Linked DNA regions of Mus musculus: regions 1, 3 and 4 are each linked to region 2. A link is a contact called in public Hi-C, Micro-C and promoter capture Hi-C data. All regions are on one chromosome and are shown on one strand. Each heading gives the region's core, a stretch centred on a gene start, on an enhancer-like site or on the middle of the called end of the contact. The rest is flanking DNA. Distances are from core to core; before and after follow the strand shown.

Region 1 (2,700 bases), core at 98-2,597, 78 kb before region 2:
TGTCACACGTGATACGAAACTCAAACAGGTGTGGGGTTGTTGAAGCTCAGAGCACTGTGGCCGGAGGAAAGGAAACACTGGAGGAGGCAGGGCCATGCAAGGGCTTGGTCAGCCTCCCAGCTTGGCTTGAGGAAACTCTGAGCTCAGACTGGCTCTGCTGTCACCATGGTGATTGACTTACAAGGCACGGCGTCCATCAATTCAACCATTCTTTGTTCTTACGGAGCTAATACCATCTACAAATCGTGACCTTGTTTATTTTCTTTTAAATATTGATGGGCAGAGATTGAGGCAGGATGGTAGCTTTCAAACTCCTGTGGTTTTTCAGCTAAAATACTGAGTTCACCATGTTGCGGATAAAGCCTTGGACCCACCTTTCCAAGACACAGTCTCTCTGTGATGCTGAAGACTTTGGCCAAAGCCTGGGAAAGGTTCTAGAAACACCCACTAATTGGGGGCCCAGTTTTGGTCCTCAGCTTTTCTTCCCATCACTTAACTGAAGGAAGAAGTTGTAAGGACACAGAGGATGGGTAAGGGCAAAAGGAGATGCAGCTGGAGGTTATAGTCTACAAAACGGTTTCTGTTAGGGCTGAAGAGATGGCTCAGAAGTAAAGAGCACTGGCTGCTCCTCCAGAGGCTCCAGGTTCTATTCCCCTCACCCACATGGTGACTCATAACCATCTCAAACTATAGTTCCAGAAGATCTGACTGACACCCTTACCTGTCCCCTCTAAGGGTACAAGATGTACACATAAGGGACACAGCCATGCATGCAGGCAAAATACATACATGTTATATAAAGTGAAAGATATTTTTATTATCAAGTACAAGATTTTTATGTGGGGAAGAGAGGTGGCTCAGGAATGAACAGGACTTGCTGCCCACCAGAGGACAGTCCTTCAGGCAGCTCATAATGTAACTTCAGCGTCAGGGATCCAACATCCTGAGTGTTCGTGTGCGTACGCACATACACACACACACACACACACACACACACCCCTCTTTAAAGAAATAGTTTTGTTTATGCCTCCCAGAAAGGCATCCCACTGATTTTGAGGCATTTAAGGTCTCTCTGTAAAACACCCCATAAAGTGAGCAATTCTGCTTAGATGAGCTCTTTGCAGTGTGGCTCTGGCCACCTGTTCAGGGGGAGAGTTCACCTGTCTTTCCAGCGTCATAGTTCCAAGTCAGCGGCCTTCCAGCCTGTGGATTAGGATGAGCCTGCTGGTCCCCTTTCAAACCACTGCCCACCATGTGACCCAGGCCTTTTCTCTAAGTGGCTGAACTTCTAAGGCCTCTAATGGATCCCGCTTAGATAATCATGGGCTGTAATCCAGGCCTGGACCTTGTCCAGTCCAAACATTGCTCAAATAAACTCAAAGTACAAGCCTGTGGATCTTGAAACCAAGGAAGGACTACCCTGTGCCTCAGGAGCAAAGCTTAGCAGGTACAGTGGCCTAGAAGGTGCTCTCATATGATCACACAGTGGTTCAAACCGATAGATAAACTGAACCAAACTTAATCAAATTGCAGTTTCTAAGTTGGGCAGCCAGGTTCAGAAACCTGATCCAGGACTCAGCAGGCAACATCTGGGGCCAGAAGTCAGAAGAGACATCACCAGCCTGATGGGTCTAGTTTGGCATTTCCCTCATCTTAAAAAGGCCTGATCATCTGCCCGCCTGCCTGCCTGCCAATGACTGGAACCTGCCGCTGGGCCCAGCTGGGACTGTTTAATACAATATTATCACTAAAGCTTTTGCTGTGTTTAGACACTAAATTATAGTTTATAGTGTAAAGACTACAGGTACTGAGGCATCCTTAGACCTAATTTTCTATGACTTAACAGCTAATTTATTAACAAGCTAGTTCCTCTCCTCTTCCTCAGAAGAAACTAGGTCCCGTTTATATAGGGCATCAAATGACCAGACCAAACAGCCAGACTCCCGCACATTGCTTTCTCATCAAAGGCTAGTAGAGAACAAAATAGAAAATGAGAAAAATTCTTAGCAAAGTTTTAGAGACTTAGCCTAAAAAGCCAATGAAAGATGTGTCTTGGTCTGGGGTGCACTGCTCTGCTGTGGGGTTCACAGGCTTTGCCCTGAGCAGAGTAGGTCTGCTGGGCATTTCAGGAGACCCTTAAAACTGAAACAATTACTTTTTAAGGTACAGGAATGACTCTTGCACTGATATAAAATGAATATTCGGCATATTCATTTGTGAAGGAATCAGAAAGCCCTTATCTCCTATTCAAAGGAGAATAAACAGAGCGGGAAGGGAGAGGGAGGGAGGAGATAGAGATAGAATTAATGCCACCCCTAGGCCCTGGGCTGTAAGTCACCTGCTTAATTCAACCTTCCACTCCCCTTAGTCCCATAAAGCCGACCTGATGCCAGGAGAACACGCGTGACTTAGAGAAGAGCATGTCCTGTTTCTCTGCACACTGGAAGTGTGTGTGTGTGTGTGTGTGTGTGTGTGTGTGTGTGTGTGTGTGTGTGTGTGCGTGCAAGCCACATACCCTGGACTCGTGACCAATGGCCATAGTATACCCATGTTTTACCAAACTCTTTCCTTTCAGTCTGAGAAACCAAGTCCATTGGCCACAATAGAGTTCATGGCTTTCTTCTGGTGGCCACCCTGTCTTTGTCTGTGCACCTCTCACACTCTGTGGGCCTCAGCCTGCCTTTTAAGATGATTTTTAGA
Region 2 (2,700 bases), core at 182-2,681:
CTATCTACATTCTTTGTTTAAACTTCCTGTGGAATACATATGGTTCACATAAAGAATACTCCGGGGTCATTTGAGGTTTTGTAGAAAACAATCATTTGTGAAAGCAAAACAGACCCTTTCAGTGTCTTATTTTGGTTACGGTCTATAAAAAGGCCATGAAACAGAGCAGTCGTCGCAGCCCCAAGAACAAACTGTCAGACCCTCTCAGCCCGCCCGGCGTGGCACGAGCATAGCAGTCCCACGTGGGGACAAGCTCAGAGCCTGTCTCTGGAACTGAACGGGGGTCTGCCTGCAGTGTCTCCGGGACACTTGGGAAACACGGTGCCATTTCCAGATGGCAGCCCCTTCACAGCGCAGCCCTGAGACTCTGAGAACACAAGGTTGGCTTTATTTAATTTCCTCTCTTTTACCAAGAGTCATAATCTATTTTCGTAAAGAAATTCAGGAAATTGGTAAAGCACTTGACTCCATCCGTTAAGTATCCGTAATTAACGTGATTGTCACGTTTTTCCTGGCTCCGTGCTGTCTTGTTCACAGCCTCCCTCACATGCCTACAACCCGCTGAGAAGATCCTGGTAATGGGTGTCACTTAGTCTCAGCTACTCAAACAAAACAGCACGCGCGATCTGCAGAGAAGCGCACTTCCTCTGCTTGGCTAGCAAAGATTCCTAAGTTCAGGGGGTTTTCTGACCAGATTCTGGCATTCTTTTCAGACAACCCCTCTGTGGCTCTTCTCTCTGTGACTGCTTTGCTGCAGGGCAGCACAAAAGAGGATGTTTGCAGCCCACCTCCGCAGCCCCAGTCCCTGATAAAGCCAGGGCTATTAGTTCTTGCTCACCAGAGCCAGCCCACCTTCCTACCTTCATCAGCCACTGTGTGTTGTTCTCTAGAATGTTCTCCAGCACCTGCAGCCTTTGCACTGAGTCGTCGTAGTCGAGGGGTGCATCCCTCTGCACGGCATTGGACATGTAGGGGCTGGAGGAAGATCGGCAGCTGTCGGTCTCCGGCAGCAGGAACGTGTAGCTGCAGGGTCCGTTCTGGACCTGGTACTGCCTTCTGCCTGTGCTGTCCACGCTCTTCCTAAAGTTACTGTAGGCTGAGGCCAAGACAAGATCCCAGCCAAAAGTTAGGAAAATGATCTGCCACATTCTCTCTCTCTTTTTGGGTTCTAAACTGTGAGTTCAGCAAACTTGCGTCCTGAGCTCTCAGCTGCTGTCTAAGGCACAGGGCTGTGCCGTGTGAATAAGTCCATCAGTGAGAGCCTTCTCCGTCCCGCAGCAGGCTCTTTCCCAGTGCCTGTCTCTTCTCTTCTCTTCTCCCCGGCACACTCGGAGCTGTCCTGAGAGGAAGGAGCAGCCCTGCTCACTCCAGAGGTCTGCACGGACTCTTTGTTTCTCCCCTGAGTCTACAGTGTCAGTATCCGAATCAATCACTTTCCTTCCCTTATATGATAAGTTGATAAGAGCAGCCAGACATGTGCAGCCAGCCGCTCCGCCCCCTGGCTCACCCACTATCTTCCTGTAGGGGGTCACTAGCCAGGCAACAGGAAAAATCAGAGCATAGTGCTTACTGCCCCAAAGGACTGTGTACTGCAGAAGCCTTCTGGGAACACAGACCAGCCACAAGACCCCTGGGCATGTCAGAGGCACCACCCTAATTATTTCCTAGAGAGTAGCTGGGGCTCTGTTGTCTGTCTGCTCGTTTGTAGGCTAAGCTTGCAGAGTATCTGAGGTAATCACTTTAATTTTAAAGCATAGTGAAAGTTTCTGTTCTTTTAGGAATAAAATTACAGCTATATCGGGACCTTGGTTTATTTTCTTTATTGTAAATATAAAGGCTAAGATCAGCCCTTGTAAATGTGCTTTTCCAAGGGGAAGTAAAGTCTTGTTGGTATTTGGTTTTTTTTTTAAGTTATGCACATTTTTTTTTATTTTAACCCAGTTTGATATTATTAAATCAAGTTACCAACATCAGTTTTCTCAGCACTCACATGTCTGTGCCTTAACACAAAATACTATACAAATAAAACTTAAAGTAGTTTGGCCTGATTAATTGTCTGTTAAGTAACAATAGATATTTGAGTGAAGTATGTCGAGAGGAAACAAACATACACCTTTTCCTTCACTGTATCAGGGTTTCCTCGGGCTCATCACTCTGTGGCATGTTCCTGATTAAATTAGTCCCAGTCAGTGGGCTCAGGCAAATCACTTTCCCCTTTTAATTAAGTTCAAAAGCCCCTGGCCATAAAAGCTGGGGGCTGCACTGACTTCTAAAACACTTCCAGCTCTGTGGCTCTGCTGGTCCAGAGTCACCACCCCTTCATGACTAGAAGTTAATGCTGCAGAGATCGGTACTGGGAAGACTCCAGCATCCCTGACTCAAAGGACCACGTCCGCCTCCAGAAACCCCAGGGCAACTCTGTGTTACACATCCTCGGCTTCTGGAGGCTAGGAGAGTCATGATTTTAGATCATAGGTGAATCTAGAATCTGCATGGGGAATGTTGTTTTTCACAGAGTCTGTTTGGAAGAGAACTAACTGAATCTTTTTTAAATGCATCCTGTAGCAGACTGGCTCCCGAGTTGGCAACAGAAGAGGGTTATGTTTTGGTTTTTTACCCCAAGATCTACAGGGTCCATGAACTTGGAAAAGAACATGTCTATATTTTTCACCAGGCAATAAGTGATATTTAGCTCTTCCT
Region 3 (2,700 bases), core at 105-2,604, 100 kb after region 2:
ACTGGACAGTTTGTCATATCTGTGACCCACCAACAGCTGCTTTTCCCCTAAAGCTGGGTTTGTGGTTCATGTTATCGTGACAGACACTCTTATAGCCCTGTCAGTTCTCCAGCACTGGCTTCCCAAGGCTTTTAAAACTCCTTTCTTCTTTCTAACTCTTTGTAGTCACTGTAACCTATATATGCATATGTAAACAGAGATATACTTACAGAGTGATGTATGTGTGATCTGAGAGTTAATATTAGTAATTAAGACTGCAATAAAAGAACCTGTGTTTCCCTTAGCAAGGGCTACAGAGTAAAGTGGGCCTCTCTGGTGCCAGCGAAGCCACTGTACTTAGTGAAATTTATTGTCATTCAATACATTCTGATATCGTGTAAACTCCTAAGCACGTCCATCTGACATAGTGTGCTAATGACAGGAGTCACCTGTATGCCTTATGAAGCGCATCTCAGAGGTGATGGGAAAGAAACATGGGGCAAAAGATGAAGGGAAATCCAAGGCAAGGAAGCAGAGACACAGGCGTCAGTGGTGTGGAAAGGGAGAAAACTAGGGGCAGAATAAGTGACCTTAGGGTCACTTAGAGAAACCAACACACACACACACACCCACATATTTAAAACGTACTTTATACAGATCTGAGCGTGCGCACTGACCTGTTTCCTTCTATACCTTCTTGTATAGAATTATCTGGTCTCCACTAGTTAGGGCAGTGAAAGGACCTGGGCCCCTGGATAAGTTTTTGCTGTTACTTAACTATTCTAGTTTTCTGGAGGGAAGAGAACTTATGGATCCTACATGTATAGGGAAATACTTTCCTACACATTGAAAAGAAGAAATGTAGGATATTAGGAAAACGCACAGTAGAAACAAGTTAAAGAGCAAGAGGTTATTAAAGGGCAAAAGTTAAGGCTTTGAAAGATTTAATACAAGGAGGTGACAGTCCCGTGAAAGGTGAACCAAGGGTACAGGAGACGGACCCAGCCTCATTCTGCAACAGCCAAGAGGAGGGAAGGTGTGCTTCCTATGCACGTGGGGGCACGGGTGGCCCTCCGGCACGCGAAGACGCTGCAGTTGTCCATAACCTGCGGCATCGAGCTCCTCCTGTGCTCCACGACTTAGTCGGCTCACGCGTGTCTTGCAGGAAGCATCCTCGTGTCTCCACGCAGCTCTCGCACGCCAGCACAGGCCAAAACCCACCACCTCACTTCTTCCCGGGCTCATCCCCAGCCAGCATTCGCAGTCGAGCATGCGTCGTGACGAGGCCAAGGGACCGAGCCAATCAGAACACGTATTACGCCCATAAGTCGGCCAATCAGGAGGCGCCTTATTACCCGGGAGCCTTGCTTCACCCCGCCTCCCCGCTGACAAGCACGGGTCGCGCGGAGCAAAGCGAGCACCCCGAGGCGAGTGCGCCCGGCAAGCCGAGGCGTGCCCTTTCCAAGGCGGCGAGCAGAGGCCGTCACTGTCCCCGCCGGGTCCCGGGCCCCCGCGGCCCATGCTGGGGGCGGAGCCAGGGCGGAGGGCGGCGGCGCGGCCGGCCCCGCGCAGTGATTGGCGGGCGGCCGGCGGTGGCTGAGGTCCTGGTGGCCGCGCGGGCAACGCAGGCGGAGTCGCGGCTGGCGAGCCGAGAGGATGCTGCTGTCCCTGGTGCTCCACACGTACTCTATGCGCTACCTGCTCCCCAGCGTCCTGTTGCTGGGCTCGGCGCCCACCTACCTGCTGGCCTGGACGCTGTGGCGGGTGCTCTCCGCGCTGATGCCCGCCCGCCTGTACCAGCGCGTGGACGACCGGCTTTACTGCGTCTACCAGAACATGGTGCTCTTCTTCTTCGAGAACTACACCGGGGTCCAGGTGAGGCGCGGCCGCGCAGGGCTGCGTGCGAGCCCTCCCCGCGGCCGGGGCGGCGCTTGCAACCCGGGCGAACACTCGCAGCCCGGCGAGCACGTGCCGCAGCTCACGGCCTCCCGCCGCGGGGGGAAGTTTCTGGTTCTCACTTCGGGGTTCCTTCTGGAACGTCCTGCTGAGGCTGAGTGTGTTCCCGGGTCCGCCCCACCCCCGCCCCGGGCCGGCTGTTACTGCCCATCTCAGTGCCTGCCAAAGTAGGGCACTGAGTCCGAGGTGGTGATGCTGGGACTGGCTTCATTTGCACTTCCGAGGTCTTTTAGATTAGCAAGACCTCTAGGCGCTGACCAAAGTGACAGCTGTGAAGGACGACTCCTGCCTTGGGTTCCTCCCGGGTGAAAGCGAGGGCCTAGGGAGGAAATGAATACATTGGTTACAATAGGAGCCTCACTGTCGATACAGTTCTCTTCAGCTTGGACTGGGCTTCAATGTGGGCTGATCTCTTGTCAGATTGCTTTCTTCCTGCTACTGTTTCTTTCTTTCTTTCCACCCCTCCCTCCCCCCCCCCCGCCCCGTGGAGATTGAACTCTGAAAACAATAAAGAGTAGAAAGCTCTCCTAATGTGAATTCGTTATATGACATCCCATAAAAACCTACAGTTGTACTTCCTTTTTGGTTTTCAGTTTCAAAGAAGAGCTCTGTTTGGGTTCTCCCAGATGTATCTATGACTTTCCCCCCCATTTCTCAGTTCTTTTCATTCTGTGTTAGGGGGGTACTTTGGCGACTGGATCCCTTACTGAGTTTTGCGCCAGTTGGAGATTATGTCTGAGGTAGGGAATTAAGACCTCTCTGAAT
Region 4 (2,700 bases), core at 144-2,643, 110 kb before region 2:
AGAAGTAAATATTAGAAACTTCAGTTCTCAAACCGAAAACATTCACTTAATTTGGTTTAAGCTTCATACAAGTTGGATTTTGAAAGTCCCATCTCATGTGATTGTGTGATCATGTTTGTGGGGCAGTGATTGATAGGGATTCATTTTGTCAGTCTTAAATCTACAGTATAACTGATATAGTTTTTGTTCTCGAATTATATTAAGCTTAGCCTAAAGGTAAGATTAATTTCCTGTGTATATGGGATCAGGAGCAGAATGGGTAGATATGCTCTTGTCCCTGTCCAGTAGGCAATTCTGCCATCCAGTTATTGAAACTTGTCATTGTGTTATCAGCCTCCCAGATGTTGGAGCAGTCTCAGCAGAATCCATGTGTCAGTCTGTTTGAAACATCCTTGAACATTTCTCACCAACCTTTGAGTTCAGGTAAAATTGTAATATGTATTTTGTTTTTGTAACAGACTTATGATTTGAAAAGTGTGTGTGTGTGTCTCCTCTCACACTGTACTTTTTGAGCTAGACTTTTTCTGTGGAGCTCTGGCTAGCATGGCACTTCAATAGATACCCAGCTAGCCTCCAACTAGAACCATGTCCTTGTCTCCTCGAGTACTGAGATTACAAAAATGCTCCACCATGCCAAGATGTCGTGTGGTCCGTTCTAACCACTCAAGCAGCTGAGTAGACCTAAGTTTCTCCATGAGATTTGGTCTTATGGTATTGGGGACCTCCTGCTTGAACTCTTATTAGTCCCTCCCTGGGGATTTGTTTGATTGTTTGCTTTGTTGTGGAAATCCTTGTGACTATATATGATTTAAATGCAGTGTAAATGTATATCTGAGCACAGTTAGCACTAAAGAGGAATTATTCGTGTTTAATTAAGCCATGAAGCATATTATTGAAAAGAGTCTGTGTTAAATAGTATAGGAGCCCTTGACCTTTTTTCAAGGCTATATAGCTGTCAGGTGTTGAGTTCTTTACACTTCCCTCACGTAAGTCCATGGGGGCCTAAGTGAAGTCTGTGGAAACCCTAAACAACTGTGTTCAAAAGGGCTTCAAACGCCACATGAGGAGATTCAGCTAGGTGTTCTTCCTGTCCGTGGGGTGTATTCTGGCAGTCTGTCCTGCATGTTCTGAGCTTGTTTACCCATTCATCTTTTCTTTGCTCAGTTATATCTCCCATAGATTGGAAGCAAATGGCGATAACAATGCTGGCTTACCTTTCCCTATACTGTTCTTGTGTCTCACTGTATCACACACACACCCCAAGTCTCCATGAGGTAGGCTGCATCCCCACTCCCATTTCACAGAAGAGAAAACCAGGAGGTCAAGTGGATTGTGCAAGATCCTGAGGTTGTGAGTGATACACCCAGGCTTCTGACATAAGTAGTCTAAGAATTTATGCTCTTAGTGATGTGCCACACTGAATCGTGGCTTATTGAAGAGTGATTAATGCATTCAGTTCCTAAGAGTAAATCTCAGTATCACTCCAACTGCTGTCTTGGAAGCACTTCAGCAGAGGCCCAGTATCAGCTGACCTTTGCTTTTGCCCCTCCCTTCCCAGAGCACAGCTTCAAGGACAGGATATCTCTGTTGCCACCACTCTGCTCTGAAAGCCGAGCTCGAGTTGTTTAAGTTAGAATCCCAGCACTGCCTCCAGATGGTGTCTTTTCTCTAAAAAAGGAAGCCTTCAGCTGGGCAGCACTGTACCAGTAGAACTGGGTCTGAGTAATGACCACAGGTTCAGGAAAGTGAGCAGAAAGTGCTGACTGCCCTCTAGTACTTCAGTATAATGAGAGGACAGTAGCATGCTGAGTCCCAGGAGGGGCTAGCACTGTGACCTGACAGGATCAGGAGAGTCACAGGTGACACTGACACTGAGCTGGTTTTGAAGGATGAGTTGTGTTTACCCACAGCAAAATGTGTCAGAAAGCTGGGGTCAGAGTGGGGAGCCTGCAGAGGTGATGGACAGCGTATCATTACTTCTGAGAGAAGTGCAGACTTCATGAGAGATCGGAATATTGAGAGCCCCACATGCTTCATTTGAAATATAAATAAAACATGAGGACTTGATGGAAGAACAGGGGACAGATATGAGGAGCCGTGTTCTGTTTATGAGGAGAAATGGCTTATAGAAGACCAAAGCCTAGCCAAGCATGGTGGCACATACCTTTAAACCAAGCCAGCATTCAGGAGGCAGGGACAGACTCTCTCTTGAGTTCCAAGCCAGCTAGAGTTACACAATGACCAGTGACACCCTGTCTGGTCACTTGCACATTTTAAAGGCGATTCTTTGTTGATCTCTGCAGATGAATCCTTTGCCAGTGGCTCCCACTCATCTTTCGGTGATTCCTGTGGAGATCAAGAAAGGAAACTGGGAAGATCTGCTAATGAGATGACCACGGTGACATGCCCTTCCTCACCTGTGTTGAGGGCAAGCAGTTTTTATGGCTCAGCATCACCCAACCATCTCAGGCAGCCACGTCCTCAGAAAGCTCCAGACAGTCCTTCAAAGGAGAGCATCAACTGTCAGAAGGATGCTACAGGTGCGGTAGCTGATTCCGAGAGAAAGCAAGCTGCAGGTGTATCTCAGGGGGTGCCTGATGAGAAGCTCTGTCTGTCTCCTACGATGTCCATCATAGAAGAACACCAAGTACGGTTGGGACCCAAGAATTCTTCTGCAAAGAGAAAAAGGGCAGCGGACTT

The links. Promoter capture Hi-C pulls out the DNA fragments that hold promoters and counts their contacts. A called contact is a pair of places that touch in the nucleus more often than the background predicts.
Region 1: a Hi-C map of liver shows a contact between it and region 2, with 2.0 times the contacts expected there. The contact joins the enhancer-like site here to the promoter of Angpt2 in region 2. A contact is called at or near these places in 15 of 39 promoter capture datasets (the 3T3-L1 cell line, the C10 cell line, the HPC-7 cell line and 10 more), 7 of 484 Hi-C or Micro-C datasets (the C3H10T1/2 cell line, the G1E-ER4 cell line, the N1E-115 cell line and 3 more) and 1 of 115 datasets of contacts at active chromatin or transcription factors (double positive thymocytes).
Region 3: a contact with region 2 is called in a promoter capture Hi-C map of hematopoietic stem and progenitor cells. The contact joins the promoter of Agpat5 here to the promoter of Angpt2 in region 2. A contact is called at or near these places in 12 of 39 promoter capture datasets (the C10 cell line, the HPC-7 cell line, cranial neural crest and 8 more), 5 of 484 Hi-C or Micro-C datasets (the HPC-7 cell line, double positive thymocytes, embryonic stem cells and 2 more), 3 of 115 datasets of contacts at active chromatin or transcription factors (bone marrow-derived macrophages and embryonic stem cells) and 4 of 9 other capture datasets (adipose tissue, liver, macrophages and 1 more).
Region 4: a Micro-C map of granulosa cells shows a contact between it and region 2, with 2.6 times the contacts expected there. The contact joins the enhancer-like site here to the promoter of Angpt2 in region 2. A contact is called at or near these places in 15 of 39 promoter capture datasets (the 3T3-L1 cell line, the C10 cell line, the HPC-7 cell line and 12 more), 43 of 484 Hi-C or Micro-C datasets (the 3T3-L1 cell line, B cells, the C2C12 cell line and 31 more), 9 of 115 datasets of contacts at active chromatin or transcription factors (a beta-TC-6 cell line, bone marrow-derived dendritic cells, bone marrow-derived macrophages and 6 more) and 5 of 9 other capture datasets (adipose tissue, embryonic stem cells, liver and 2 more).

The regions. Positions count from the first base shown.
Region 1 is chr8:18,661,749-18,664,448 of GRCm38.p6, forward strand. The region is part of intron 9 of Mcph1 (microcephaly, primary autosomal recessive 1); the gene reads left to right. Among named protein-coding and RNA genes, the nearest start is that of Gm25763, 49 kb to the left of the region's middle. Within about 2 kb of position 1,348, at least 37 of the 459 cell types and tissues checked have an H3K27ac peak or open chromatin away from gene starts, as enhancers often do. A contact at or near this core is called in liver, where this site is marked.
Region 2 is chr8:18,740,131-18,742,830 of GRCm38.p6, forward strand. It overlaps Angpt2 (angiopoietin 2), which reads right to left and starts at 1,432. Exons shown (of 9, transcript NM_007426.4): 1 at 861-1,432. The coding sequence starts at 1,148. The region is part of intron 12 of Mcph1 (microcephaly, primary autosomal recessive 1); the gene reads left to right.
Region 3 is chr8:18,844,925-18,847,624 of GRCm38.p6, forward strand. Agpat5 (1-acylglycerol-3-phosphate O-acyltransferase 5 (lysophosphatidic acid acyltransferase, epsilon)) reads left to right here and starts at 1,355. Exons shown (of 8, transcript NM_026792.3): 1 at 1,355-1,854. The coding sequence starts at 1,636.
Region 4 is chr8:18,629,213-18,631,912 of GRCm38.p6, forward strand. Mcph1 (microcephaly, primary autosomal recessive 1) reads left to right here. Exons shown (of 14, transcript NM_173189.3): 7 at 334-423; 8 at 2,304-2,700. Among named protein-coding and RNA genes, the nearest start is that of Gm25763, 16 kb to the left of the region's middle. Within about 2 kb of position 1,394, at least 39 of the 459 cell types and tissues checked have an H3K27ac peak or open chromatin away from gene starts, as enhancers often do. A contact at or near this core is called in the C2C12 cell line, alveolar type 2 cells, granulosa cells and 2 more, where this site is marked.